Linked DNA regions of Arachis hypogaea: region 1 is linked to region 2. The links are chromatin contacts, called in public Hi-C maps. All regions are on one chromosome and are shown on one strand. Each heading gives the region's core, a stretch centred on a gene start, on an enhancer-like site or on the middle of the called end of the contact. The rest is flanking DNA. Distances are from core to core; before and after follow the strand shown.

The links. Hi-C and Micro-C count contacts between places; a contact is called where the count stands out from the background.
Region 1: a contact with region 2 is called in a Hi-C map of leaf, with 4 times the contacts expected there. The contact joins the enhancer-like site here to the promoter of LOC112749993 in region 2. A contact is called at or near these places in 4 of 8 Hi-C or Micro-C datasets (leaf and an unstated tissue).

What each region holds. Positions count from the first base shown.
Region 1 is chr15:24,286,399-24,289,098 of arahy.Tifrunner.gnm2.J5K5, reverse strand. No RefSeq gene overlaps it. Among protein-coding and RNA genes, the nearest start is that of LOC112753091, 30 kb to the right of the region's middle. Within about 2 kb of position 1,393, at least 1 of the 3 cell types and tissues checked has open chromatin away from gene starts, as enhancers often do.
Region 2 is chr15:24,204,774-24,207,473 of arahy.Tifrunner.gnm2.J5K5, reverse strand. LOC112749993 (protein NSP-INTERACTING KINASE 3) reads left to right here and starts at 1,356. Exons shown (of 11, transcript XM_025798465.3): 1 at 1,356-2,427; 2 at 2,697-2,700. The coding sequence starts at 2,325.

The sequences.
Region 1 (2,700 bases), core at 144-2,643, 82 kb before region 2:
TTTAGAATTACAAACAAATTATTAAAAATGCACTATTCACCTTTCTTGAATATATAATTTTTAAATGTCAAATTAAAAGTATGAGAATAATGTAAAAGAATTTAAAAATTTCACATTATTTGAGCATTTGATCATAACACGTTTTCATTCTTAATTATTTGTTTCAGATAGGTTAGGTGGATAACTATATCTAAAACAAGCACAAAAATTTTAATATAAACTATCAGATTTTATTAAATAAAAATCTAAGGCTAATATAAAAAAAATATTGATGGACTTTAATAAATACAGAATATCCTAGTACATAAATGAATATCTTTTAATATACAATACTTTAAATAATAACATAATGTTTTATTTTTAAATAAATAAATATAAAACACATAAATAAAAAAATATGAATATTTTTTATTTATTAACATTGATTATTATGTAATAAAATTTTTATAATATTAAAAAATTATATTAAAATAATATTTTAAACTACAACATAAAAATATAAAATAATTAAATTTTATTTTATATTACTTGATAAATAATTAGATTATTATATTCAAAACTTATTAACTAACTATTTTTGTTAAAAAATATTATTATATAATCTAACTTTTTTATCAAAATATTTGTAAAATTTAAAATATTCACAACTTTTTAAAAATTATTCGTTTATATTTTTGCACTTCTTTTCCTTTCTTTCAATACTACATTTTCAACTAATCACCAACTAGTATATATTGGATATCTACACCAACCATTTATTCTATCGACAATCTTAAGTTCTAAATTTTAAATTTTAAATTCGGATACTAAATTCAAAATTCTAATCCTAAATTTTTTATTCTAAATTTTAAACCTTAAATTCTATACCTTAGATATTTTCAACTACTCTGATTTAATTAGCTAGCTCTTATTCTCTCCAAGTCCACTAAAAGTAAACGATTTTTTATAATTATTTTAAAGGATAATAAAGTTTTCATCAAATTTTTTTAAAATTTTATCTCTATTGGTTAATCTTTTTTTAATATTTTTTTTGAGTTAGTGTACTGTGTAAATATATTCAAGAAGGAGATAATTAACGAAAGAACTAATTAGTTTTACAAAATTAAAGATCAAAAATAAAAAAAGAAAAATTGGCTAAAAACCTCATGGTACTTCAACAAAATTATTAAGAGCTGGAATAAATATTCACCAAAAAAGTATTTGCTCTCACGAATATAGTTGCTGATGGCTTGATGTGTTAATGATAAAAATATAAATTATCTACTCTTTACGCAATGAAAATTAAAGATTTTATATTTTATATTTAAATTAAAAAAAGGAACAACCAAGGAGATATGTCTCTACTTTTATACCCCAAAAGTCTAGCTTTGACTCTAATCATAAAGGGATAATAATCCAAAGCACGATGTAATGACTAGAAGTTTTTTATGCCCCTTAGCTTTTGCACCCGATTTTCAAATTTCTTTTGTTGTTTTCCCTTTCAGTTTAACTACTAATGTTTATGGAATTTTAATTTGGCTTTCAAAAAATAAAAAATCAATTTGACTATGAACTACCTTGGAACATTTTTGCATCTTGATTGTATAATTAAATGGATCGAAAATAATTCTATAATAGAGTGGGATATTAGTAGATGAGAGTAGGTTAAGCTATGTTAAAATATATAATGATAGGAAAGCTAATAGGACCGACTAATTAATTAATTAAAATAAAAATGAAATTCACCTGTATTATTCTCAGGTGGGTATGATGCCAATACCAAACACAAATCAATGAAATCATTGATCCATATCTCAGGTGACATCATATTTTTTCGATGTGTTTTCCTTAATTACCCTTAGATTGTTTAAGTTAAAAACACTAAATATATCATAATATTTTGATTCAACTATATTACATATATACTAAAAAATAATTATTAAATTATTTTTTATATAAAATATATATTAAAATAAAAATTATATATTAAGAATAATTTAAATAATATATATTAATATAAAAATATATAATATTTAATTTAAATTTTTTTTGTGTATTATGATTTTTTATTTTAATAGAATAAAATTCCTATAAAAAGAAAAGTGTTTGTTTCCACTTGTTTAAGAAGCATAATTTATATTAAAAAAGGGGGATCTGAAAGGAAAGTCTTTATATACGTGTGAATTTTGAAAGGTATTTTATTTCATTTTTTATTTGATTGTTAACAATAAATAAATTAATAATTTTTGAATTTTATTTCACAATCTTAATTCAAAGAGAAAAAATAATTCTTTTTGTTAGTATCTCAAAATCTCAATTATAATTTCGGAAGTAAAATTAAAGATAAAAAAACATGCAAGATGTCAGAGACAAAGTAAAATGTAGAAATTAAAGAAAAAAGAAAGAAGATGAAAAAAAATAAAAGTAAAAAATTTTAATTAAAAATAAAAAAATAGAATACAAGTTTGAGTTCAGAATTTAGAAGTATTACTCAAGATTCTCAATTTTATTTTGTGATGCCAAGGAGACTGAGAGTAATTTTGGATTTCTAAATATTTTCTTAGAAGAATTGAACTGATTACAATGTGTGTCCAAAATTCTATTTTTATAAACTAACCTAATGTCAACTGACAGTTACTTTTATAATATATTTTCGTCAATTTTCAAACTTGAATAATCGTTCCGCACTTGTTGCTCCTTGATGCTCTGTTGCTGATGTTA
Region 2 (2,700 bases), core at 107-2,606:
AAAAAATTTATAATTTTCAGGTTCAAGCCAAAAGCAAACAAAAGAGGGGACAATCCAACCACGTGACCTGTCAATACTTTACCTGCAACAAAAGATTTTTTTTTTCTTTATTTTCTTTTTGCATTATAACACAAAAACACACGTCTTACTCACCATTCTTCTCTCTCATCAATCCCACGTAGGGGTGGCAAAGCGGGCCGATCCACCCCAATCCATCCAGCCCCGCCTAGGTCCACCCTATAAACGGAGCGAATCAGTCCGTCCCGTCAACTAAAATGGGTTCAAAATGCTAGCCCGCTCCACTTTACGGCGGATTGGCGGGCTAGTCCACTTCTTTTTTTTTTTAAATAAAATTCATTAAAATTAACCAAAAAATAATCATTAAAAAATTAAATACAAATAAAAAATAGTCAAATTATAATATAATTTTTTTATTATTTTTTTTAATTTTTAACTTCAATAAAATTGTTCAAAATAATATTTGTCAATAGAATCATCTTTATTTTTAAAAATAAGTCACATAATTTGAGCATATATACAAAATTGTAAAATAAAATAAATAAAGTTAATAACTAAAAGAAGAATAAAAACAAAAAATGAAAAAAAAGTATTTAAAAATTCTATAATTATTAATTTTATAATAGTAATCACACTTTTTATTTAATAAAAAAAATAAAAGTAAAAATCTTCCGCCCGGCGGACCGGCCCGCCCCGCCAAAACCCGTCAAAACCCGCCAAATTGGCGATGCGGGTTTGGCGGGCTTTTTTAATTTGGCGGGCTTCAAATCTTAGCCCGACCCGCCTTTTTTAGCGAGTTTAGCAGATCGGTCCGACGGACTCGACCCGTTTTGCCACCTCTGATCCCACACATCCCTTCACTCTAATAAAAAAAAAAGACCAATTTTAGTTTTTAAATAAATTAATTTAATTCTTAACTCTTTTAAAATAATTAATAAATTTTCTATTTCTTCAAAAAATAAAAATAAATAAACTATTAGAAAATTAATATTTTTATTAATATTAGTTAATACTTTAGATTAATATTTTATTCTTATACTATTAAAATTTAAAATTTAATATAAAAATATTTTTATTAATTAAATATTAATAAAAATAATAAATTTTATTGATCATTAACATTGTCCAAAAATATTTATGCCAATTTTTTCATATATTTTTTTTATATTTTTAACAGTATAAAAAATAAATCATCTATTCTTATTTTTTACCAATTATTTTTAATATTCAAAATAAAAATATACATAAAAAATACACAAAAAAAATAATATACAATAACAAAATCTCATCAAGTGAATTGGTTATATAGATTAAATGATATTATTATATTCTATTATGTATCATGTATACAATAAAATAAAAAAAAATAATATAATACATATAATTTTTTTTAAAAAAAATATATCTTTTATTGGCACATTAACATTAAAAAAATATTATTCAATGTTCATAGATTTAATCAATTATATAATTTGGTTGAATGATTTTACACCAGTATCAAAATTAAGTTTTTAAAACGTTGTCATCGTTTATACAAATTTGGTTACTGATTTTCCATCTATATTGGCTTCCACTTTGGCGCATTTGTTTGGTTCTTTGGTCGTGAGTGTGTTTCATGCTCCCAAATCCTAAGCTACCTTTTATTCTCTGCAACTGCAACAAGCTAAGAGGAAAAGAAGAAGAAGAAGATAATGGTGGTATCAATGGAAACTAAGCTAGAAAACCAACAACGACAAGGCTCACATGGAATTTGTGGGGAATGTCCAAACCTCATAGGAACCAAACCCCATCACTCACAGATCTCAAGGATCTCAGAATTTCAGGCTTAAAGTGCTGTTTCTTTGTTCTCACTGATATAAAATATTAAGAAAGTTTTGTTCTTTATTTTTTTATATTATATATATTTTTGGGGATGGTTTTGCTCTTTTGAGCTCACTCACTTGATAATTTGTCCTAGTTGGATTCAAATTCTCCATTTCCAAGTTGGTTTCAGTGGTGGGAAGAAGAAAAGTAGCAATTTTGGCATCTGGGTTCTGTTGGTTTTGAACTTATGCGGTTATATGAATTGGGTCTTAAGCAAAGTTGCTGTTTTGGTGAGAGTGGTTTTGTGCTTTATGGGAATCTGATTCCAAAGATTGGCTTTTTCCTTTTTTTGGTGTGGATAAGATGATGCAGACTCAACCACCGTTTGAAACAAGAATGACAAAGTCCAATTGTGACTTATGGTGGCTTTGAGAACTTTCTAGTGTGTTTTTTTTTTGTTTTTTGTGTGGAGGAAGGCATTGTTACTGAATTGAGAATACAGCATGGAACATACCAGATTGGTTTCATGGCTGTTATGTTCACTTCTTCTGTTGATGATGGAGATTTCTGCTGCTGTTCTTTCTCCTTCTGGCATAAACTATGAAGGTTAACCTTTTCTTTAATTTTCTTCCCCCCTTCCCTTTTTCATTTTGATCTTTGGTCAAGTTAATTATGCTGGAAATTACTAGGAATGATAGCTGAAGGATTGATGATGATGCTATTCTGCGACTTGTTATTTCCTTTTCTTTTTTGCCTTGAGAATCTTAACTCTTAAGTACTTCCTCATTACCCGTTACATAGTGGCATATTCTCAAGTGAATCAATTGATGGGAGGTTTTAGTTCTTACCCTTCTTTCTGTTTCTTCACTGAACAGTTCT